Linked DNA regions of Mus musculus: region 2 is linked to region 1. Evidence: chromatin contacts called from public Hi-C data. All regions are on one chromosome and are shown on one strand. The core of a region is the stretch at or near the end of the contact, and the rest is flanking DNA. Distances in the headings are between cores, read along the strand shown. Region 1 has its middle 58 kb from the start of Akr1e1. Region 2 has its middle 82 kb from the start of Gm35330.

Region 1 (4,693 bases), core at 1,132-3,631:
TATATATATATATATATATATATATATATGTATATATATATATATATAATGATCTGCTAATTTTGAAATAAACTTAAAAATAATGTAAAGCCTGAGGTGTATTACTCCCTCCCTCATTTTTGAAAGAAAGATGTAAACATCTAGCAAGCATAATTCTGAGTCTCTGTGGTCACATTGTCAGTCAGTGACCTTAAAGATAGAACTGAGAAAGTGGGAATGATATTTGAATGGGGAGGATTTTAAAGGGGATTTCTGTACACTATAAAGTTGACTATTATTTTTAAGTCAACATAAGAACAGATTCCAAAGGATCAGTGTGATTACATTTTGAATAAAAATATTATCGCTGATAAATTTATGTCTTTGCATGTTTGACTATAGTAAATTTGTATTTAAAATTTTATTTAGCATTTTATAATTTGTCCACACTTAGATTGGTTCTTGAAAATTCCCTTTGGTTTCATGCTATGTGAGAATAAAAAAGATTAACTGGGTTATCTGATGGGTTTCCAGTGTCTTCCTGTTCACTGACTTTTTTAATAGACATGGCTTCTATAGCCCTTAGCAGGATTTGATTGCGCCCTTATTGATATTTTGATTGTTTTCCCTGGTCAGCCTTAATATGTTAAACCTCTTGAGATCTGGGCCAAGGTGATTGTCCTGTGGATACACTCATGCTTGACTGTAAATATTTACCCCACCCATTAAATTCATATAAACTCGAAAGCAACCAAAAGAGGAACATAGTCAACCCAGCCACTCAACTAGAGCTGGAGAAATGGAAATGAGTATTTGTTAGTTTTTGGAAGCACTGGGTTATTTGGTTATTGTTGTTGACTTCAGAAACAAAATGGTATTTAGCCCCAGAAGGGAATATACATCATATTCAGGGGGTTCCTGTAGTGAATTTATTTGTGACTGATAATTATTGCTTTATTTTATATCCATGTACCAATGTACTACTGTTTCTAAGTAGAGGTAGATGGAAGGGAGTGTGGAGACAAAGGAAATGATGGGATTGGGGTTGGCAATCCAAACTGCACCACTATATTCATACTAATGAAGTATTTCATAGAAGCTAAAAGGGATTTGCATTTTCTGAAGCATAGCCTTGCCATCCTTGTAAAGACATCACCAATGGTCCAGGTCTCAGAGGGAGTTTCAACTCCCAAGGCTCCCATTCTCATGAAGATCCTTAACTGTTTTCACAAAGCTCTGTCATGGACCTGTTAGCCATTCTTCATGGGATGTATTAAATAAGGATTCATTTAAAAAAAAAATTTGCTTACAGTCATGACCACAGTGTATATCAGCAGTTTAGCTGTTTAGTTTCATGATTGTTTCCAAACACTGCATATGGTTATGTAACATTTGTAGAATTGTCCTCTGTGTCCTAATTCAAGGACAGATTTTTGATTCCAGAATTTATCGATATCTTTACTCTTCTCAAGTCACTTTCAGCTGACCGTGGAACATGTTCTGAGGTAGCAATTCTGCAAACTTGATGAAGTGGACCTTCCCCAAAACTTGCTGTTTATTTTCAGTGATTGGTAATGGGAGAATAAGGGTATGTTTTTTCAATATTAGAATTATTTAAAGTCACCAAAACTATGTGCCCCTTTTATTTACCCTAAAAGAGACACATTTCTTCTCCCTTTCCATAGACACAAAACACCATTCCCTGTGTATCCTGACAGTTCAAAGAGATGCACAATGTCAAATAAAGAACTATGCTTTTTAATTATCTCTTTGATGTTATACCAAAAAAATGCATTCTTTTTTTTTTTTTTTTATGGAAAGGAATTTCCTTTGTTCTTTGTTCATTAATGTACTTGTATTCATCACAACTTTGACTCAAATCATCCCTTTCAGAAAAGCACTTGCGTTGCTTCCTGCTCCTTGGCAGGATGGAATCATGCATATGTATGACACATCACAAAGTGTCATTTTGGGAAAGACTCTGTTAGCATGCCTATGGGAAAAAGTATGGTTAGATGATTGTAGCCAGGGAAGCCGCTTCATTTTGCAGCTTTTAGCTTCCTGGAGTGAGACTTGAGTTGGGGGTGGGAGGTTCCATTTTAAATACTAGTTGTCAGCGTCCAAATGATCCATTTTTTTATACCAAAAAATCCAAAGTGGTATGCGTTTAAAAAAGAAAAATTCTGTACCTCATTAAAACACGTGAAAAGACGAATAATGCATGTGATGTAAAGCTCACAACTTCACATTATTTTTTAAAGAATCATAGTTATTGGCATTTATGCTCACCTTACATGAGGTTCAGAAAGCATTTTTGAAAGCCTTGCCAGAGAGAGAGAGAGAGCAGGGGTAAAAATGAAACACGCTGTTAAAAATGTGAACGAGATTAGCTTCTCAATTGGATGGCTTTAGAACTGCCAGCAGATGGCGCAACAGCCCATTTTAAATTTACCTCTGACAGAAAATGTCAATCATTCCCTCTCATTGCCTATGAGTTCTTAATGGTCCTAAAATAAGAAATTATTGAAAATTAATCTTTAAAAATATAACCACGAAACATTTAATAATCGTGCTAAAGTAATTATACCACTGTTAACATAATATCTGATTCCCCCCACCCCCCCATCTTAAGGTCTTCCTGGTACAAGTCTTGCTTTAATGGCTATGAAATCTGAGATTTGTGACCTTGAACTACCTACAGTGGAGGTGCTTAGAGAGCACCTTACTTAAATACATCCATGATGGATAGAATTAGCCATATTGTTAGTTGAGTTCTCTACCAGCCACGTAATAAAAATTTGGGAGGTATGTGATCATTAATGAAAATATATGTCTATCTATGTTTATTTAGTGCATTGGTCACATTTTCTGAGACATAAGTCATTTGAGGAATGGCATTTTCAGTGAGAACATAGCTTCCTTCCGTTTGTGTTGTGTGACCTGAGAAAGACATTTTGCCAAATGTTTCCTGTCCACCCTCTAGCTATTTCTGTAGTAAAGAGAAAGAGCTGTTGTTCACACATTTAATTCAGACTGTGAAGATGTTTCCTGTAGAGTCAACCGATTTCACAGTAAAAGAAATGATTAGGAAGATATAACTTTGACAATGTTGCTAAAGGGTAATGGACGTATACTATTCACAGTGTAAGCATTCATATTGAAAATCATGCTTATATTATAGAAAGAAAGGCATAATGGGAGGTTGAGGTCAGAAGGAACATACATTCTATCAATAGTAATCACCACAGCTGATAAATTAACATGACAGAAAGTTGATGATAGCCATGGACTTCAGATAATTACCTCATCCATGAAGGTGCGGCCAGCCTCTGGAGAATAGTTAGCATATGAAATTACTAACAAGTAAGTACAATTAGTATGTTAAAATTAATTTATTTCTCATTTTTTCATGATGATAATGCCAACTATTATAAAAGTTCTCTGCCAGATTGTAAATGATAATTTCTGTTGAAAATGATTAATTAAACACCCTTCTTACGAAAGTGATGCTTTTGTTTCCTTTCTGCTGCTGTGATAAAACAATGATCAAAAGCAGTATAGAAAAGAAAAGGGTTTAATTCGTCTCGTACTTTAAAATACATCACCGAAGTAATTCCAGGCAGAAACTGAAGTCAGAACTTGAAGTAGAAATCATGGAAGAATGTTGTTTGCGGGTTTACTCACAGGCTCATGCACAGATTTTTTACACATATCAGGACCACCAGCCTAGGGAATTATGCTGCTCACAGTATTCTGGGTCCCCAATATCAATTGACCATTAAGACAAGTCCTCTAGAAAATTCCTGCATACTTTCAGCTTATCAAAGGCATTCCTCATTTAAGGCCTCTTTTCTCAAATGACTCTGAAGTTGACTATTAAAGTAACCAGGATAGGTGAGAAAAAAGAATTTCTAGAAAATCAAAATTGTTGAAGAAAAATTCTTATCTACTTTTTTTCTCTTTCTTTCCTCTTTTTTTTGGTTGTTGTTTGTTTTAATCCACAGAAAATATATGTTTTGTTGCTTTTATTTCTGTTTTTTTTTCTTTTAAAGACATATCTTATTTTTCCCAGAGTGGCCTCATAATCACTAGGCATCAGGGAGAGGGGATGGTCACATTGAACCCTTTATTCTTTATGTCCTAAACACTGAAGATCCAGTACTTAACCCAAACCACACAATGGCTAATGGTTTTTGTCATCCAGTAAAATTGGAGTGGCATTTTAACATTAAACAGAGTTGCTACGTGTCATAATGAGGAATACATTTAAAAAAAAAAACACACACACACACACAACAAAGCTACATTCCTTTCATGTCCACAGAGCACTCTTACAGCTGTGACCTGGTACTCAGCCTGCATCTGTCACCTCTCAACAATAAAGTGTCCTGTACAATACCTGCAAACTTCATGGCAGTTGGCATGGCACCATTGGTGGAGAAAAGCTTCACAAGGACACCCCTAGATGAGGGCAGTTGATGGCTGCAAAGGAGAGAAAATCAGCTTTCTTCAATAATAATGCCTCAATCCTCAGTTGTCAACCCTAATGTGTGTACGGACAAGAAACAGTGGTTGGACTCAGTAGGTTATGCTGTGTGTGTGTGTGTGTGTGTGTGTGTGTGTGTGTGTGTGTGTGAGTGTGAGAGAGACAGAGAGACACAGAGACACAGAGACACAGAGCGACACAGAGAGACACAGAGACAGAGAGACAGAG
Region 2 (4,693 bases), core at 949-3,448, 980 kb after region 1:
TTCATTTTAGAGACATCTGAGATCAAGTCTTCTTGCTTGTAAAGTGGCAAATCCTGTGTCCGGAGAGCCATCTCCCCAGCTCATAGAAAATCTAATCAGTACAGTAACTTTCTAATGAAGTCATGGTTGTGACTAATGTGTTATGATGTCAGAGACTATGATAGAATTCCTTGTTTCTTTACTGAGATTATGAGCAGGACCCAGCAAATTTGGCCTGCAGTAGGCATTTTATGTAAAGTTTAATTTTAATCCTCAGAATTGTCTGAATATATACTATCAATGTATTTAGACTTTTAAATGTAGGTCATAATAAATGGATCCAGTAAAATTTGAATTCAAATTTGACAGTCTAGATAGAAATTGAAAAAAAATGCATGCTTATTAGAGGAGAGAAAATAGAACAGCCAGAAACCATGGAATTGGGACATATTCAAGAAACCTGGGATCAGGGGCTGGTAAGTGGCTCAGCATGTACAAGCACTTGCAGCAAAAACCTGAGGGCCTGAGTTTGATCTCTGAAGCTTGTGACAAAAAGTCCAATGTGGTAGCATGTATCTGTCACCCCAGCATTCCTATTCAGAGTAGAGGCAGAGATAGGAAAATTGTCCAAAGGTCCATGGAGATAACAGAAGCCTGGACTATCCAGCACAATAAAAACAGCAAGAGAGACCCTGCCTAAAAAGGAAGAAAAGAACTAACTCCCAAATGGTGTCTTATGATGTCTACACACATGCTTGGAGCACATGCATGCACACACAAAAAACACATACATACACACAGAAAGAGAGTATTAATAATGAAAATTACAAAATTTATAACATAATTATAACTCAACTTACTTCAAACCTTGATAGAATAACTCACTTCAGCAATACTAGAAATAAAGAAACTGAGACAGGGAGTTGGGGATGTATAGTGAATTCTAGGATAGCTCAGGCTACCCAAAGAAACCTTGACTTAAACAAAAGCAAAACCAAACCCATCCAACCAAACAAATGAAAACAAAAACTCTCCAGACAGCTGTTCTAATATGAAGCCACTTTTGCCCCAAGATGAGAAATACAAGCCTCGTGTGGACTGCTGGTCAGAAGACAACTAAGCGTTCAATAATAACGCAATGTCATTTTAAGCATTAGATTCTAATCTTTGTTTTGTATGCTGTTATCAGAATGTAAGTTTTGTCATTGAATTTAAAATTTGAAGGTACTGTGAAAACAATATGATAATTCCAGGTAGACATCTTAACACAGATCTGAGCTGCACAGAGAAGATGACTCAATGAAGAAATACAGAAAATATTAAATTTGGGCATCTGGTTCAAATCAATTTCAGAAGCTAGAGAATAGCATCAATTACCTTCTACACTGGACTTAACTTTATTAGTGTGGAATGCAGAAAGACCAATTATTGTTTACTTCAGTGGACTTAGATAACCTCAGCCCCAGAGCATCCCAAATCTACCCAGGCACAGTTGCCATTGTTCAGAAAATCTGGCTCAGAACTCCAAAGTATGGGAACTGTTTATGCATTTAGTATAGCATAAGAGATCAAGGCATTGAAAACCTGCACTGTTAATCAAGGGTCTCTGAGCCATTATGGGATGAGCTCTCATTCACAACTTTGCAAAGTGAATGGTCACCAGTGTGAGATCGCAGGATAGAAGATGGAAGATACACTGGCATGCCTATGGTCCCAACTCCTGGTGTTCAGCCAGTTACTTCCTATGCCTCACTTTCCCTATCTGCAGAGAGGACTGCTGTGGAGTGTGCATGAGAGAAAGCATATACTGCTCAACACACTGTGTGCATCACGATTAGACCTCCGTGACCATTAACTGAGGGTGCTAAGCCATTAGTCATTTTCTAATGACATCCTCATTTACGATTATCCCTTTTTCTTGTTTTCTCACCTTCTTTATTTTTAAGCCTGATCACTAAGAAAAGAGCAAATTCCATCAGAGATTGTGCTGTATAATTTTGTCCTCTTTTTGTATTGTTTAAACTAACATGCAGTATGCAGAAGTATTCAGTCGGTCCTTGGTGAATTAAAGAGGCATCAGTATTACCAGCATTAGCATTCGTTATGTGTTTCTTCTGTGGGACCCGTGCTAAGGGTTTTGCATGCTTGAACTCCTTTAATCTTCACACACAGTTCTGAAATGTAAGTACTCTATGAATGAAATACATTTTTGATGAATTACAAGAATACCTTTGTCATTGCCATAGCAACAGAGGTCTGGAAATATAAGTCCAATTTTAGAAACCATAATCACAGTTGTGTCTCTTTTTTTCTGGCTCAATTTTAACATACTGTTCAAGGCATTTATATATCACATAAATAAAGACATATAAATGTTAATTATATTTATTGATTCCCCAAATTGAAAGCAGGCATTGCAGAATAAAGACCCTCAAAAATACTGATCATTTTGTAAATAGAGATACATACACAGACACAGGAAGTTCTGGGTACTGTTTTAAAGACATGTAACACATAATAAGAATGCTTATGTGAATTTTGGGAGCTTGGTTTGATTTTCACTGCTTAATGCTTTAAAACATTAGTGTTCTAATGAAACAAACATGATTCCGCAGGGAGAGTACAATCTTTGCATGAATGTTCAGTATGAATTTTGTTCTTAAAAGAAACTATCTTAGGTGAATATCTTATACATCTATGGGTACAGCCCAAGCCCTCTGTGACTTATATGGGTCAAACACATCTCTAAAACATGTTTAAAAGATGTATTAAAGGAAATGCTAGGCAGTGCTGCTTAACCAAACAATGTCAAAAGAGATTTGGTTTAGTGGTTAAAGCACTAAACCTAGGCACAAAGCAATTTGATAAAATTATTATTATCAATTGGTGTTCTAATCTTTCCATGTTCCATTTTTCTCTATGCATGGATTTTATAATATCTTTGCACCTTTGAAAATCACATGAGCATGGCATTACCCAAAAAGAGTCATTACCTTCACAGCAGCAAAGAATAGCACTTGAGAAGGGACTCAGATTAAATCCATATTTACCAAAGACTATTTAGTTAAGAATTTTCTTTAAAATGCCACTGAATACGTTAATAAATGGTTTTAAAGCAGAAAATATTTCACTAGAGTAAGATGTCTCATTACTTTTTTTTGTGTCTTAAGTGCTTGACTTTTTGGGCAACCAGACTGACCTTTCCACTCACTGCATATCTATTGTTCCTTATCCTCCAGAAGATAGTTGAAGAAAGATAAAAAGAAGGCCCTTAAAGTACTAAACACTGCTGACAAAATGGTTATGCCAAGGATTGTGATAATGACAGTAATACTGACTGCATTTTCTTTTTTTTTCTTTTTTTAATTTTTTTATTACATATTTTCCTCAATTACATTTCCAATGCTATCCCAAAAGTCCCCCATACCCTCCCACCCACTTCCCTACACACCCATTCCCTTTTTTTTTTTTTTTTTTTTTTTTGGCCCTGGCGTTCCCCTATCCTGGGGCATGTACAGTTTGCGTGTCCAATGGGCCTCTCTTTCCAGTGATGGCTGACTAGGCCATCTTTTGATACATATGCAGCTAGAGTCAAGAGCTCCGGGGTACTGGTTAGTTCATAATGTTGTTCCACGTATAGGGTTGCAGATCCCTTTAGCTCCTTGGCTACTTTCTCTAGCTCCTCCATTGGGAGCCCTGTGATCCATCCAATAGCTGACTATGAGCATCTACTTCTGTGTTTGCTAGGCCCCGGCATAGTCTCACAAGAGACAGCCACATCTGGGTCCTTTCGATAAAATCTTGCTAGTGTATGCAATGGTGTCAGCGTTTGGAAGCTGATTATGGGGTGGATCCCTGGATATGGCAGTCTCTACATGGTCCATCCTTTCGTCTCAGCTCCAAACTTTGTCTCTGTAACTCCTTCCATGGGTGTTTTGTTCCCAATTCTAAGGAGGGGCATAGTGTCCACACTTCAGTCTTCATTCTTCTTGAGTTTCATGTGTTTAGCAAATTGTATCTTATATCTTGGGTATCCTAGGTTTTGGGCTAATATCCACTTATCAGTGAGTACATATTGTGTGAGTTCCTTTGTGAATGTGTTACCTCACTCAGGATGATGCCCTCCAGGTCCATCCATTTGGCTAGGAATTTCATAAATTCATTCTTTTTAATAGCTGAGTAGTACTCCATTGTGTAAATGTACCACATTTTCTGTATCCATTCCCCTGTTGAGGGGCATCTAGGTTCTTTCCAGCTTCTGGCTATTATAAATAAGGCTGCTATGAACATAGTGGAGCATGTGTCCTTCTTACCGGTTGGGGCATCTTCTGGATATATGCCCAGGAGAGGTATTGCTGGATCCTCCGGTAGTACTATGTCCAATTCTCTGAGGAACCGCCAGACTGATTTCCATAGTGGTTGTACAAGCCTGCAATCCCACCAACAATGGAGGAGTGTTCCTCTTTCTCCACATCCTCGCCAGCATCTGCTGTCACCTGAATTTTTGATCTTAGCCATTCTGACTGGTGTGAGGTGGAATCTCAGGGTTGTTTTGATTTGCATTTCCCTGATGATTAAGGATGTTGAACATTTTTTCAGGTGCTTCTCTGCCATTCAGTATTCCTCAGGTGAGAATTCTTTGTTCAGTTCTGAGCCCCATTTTTAATGGGGTTTTTTGATTTTCTGAAGTCTACCTTCTTGAGTTCTTTATATA

Evidence for each region. A called contact is a pair of places that touch in the nucleus more often than the background predicts.
Region 2: a Hi-C map of cortical neurons shows a contact between it and region 1, with 4 times the contacts expected there. The contact joins two enhancer-like sites. A contact is called at or near these places in 2 of 484 Hi-C or Micro-C datasets (bone marrow-derived macrophages and cortical neurons).

The regions. Positions count from the first base shown.
Region 1 is chr13:4,664,575-4,669,267 of GRCm38.p6, forward strand. No RefSeq gene overlaps it. Among named protein-coding and RNA genes, the nearest start is that of Akr1e1, 58 kb to the left of the region's middle. Within about 2 kb of position 2,382, at least 20 of the 459 cell types and tissues checked have an H3K27ac peak or open chromatin away from gene starts, as enhancers often do. A contact at or near this core is called in cortical neurons, where this site is marked.
Region 2 is chr13:5,640,178-5,644,870 of GRCm38.p6, forward strand. No RefSeq gene overlaps it. Among named protein-coding and RNA genes, the nearest start is that of Gm35330, 82 kb to the right of the region's middle. Within about 2 kb of position 2,199, at least 4 of the 459 cell types and tissues checked have an H3K27ac peak or open chromatin away from gene starts, as enhancers often do. A contact at or near this core is called in cortical neurons, where this site is marked.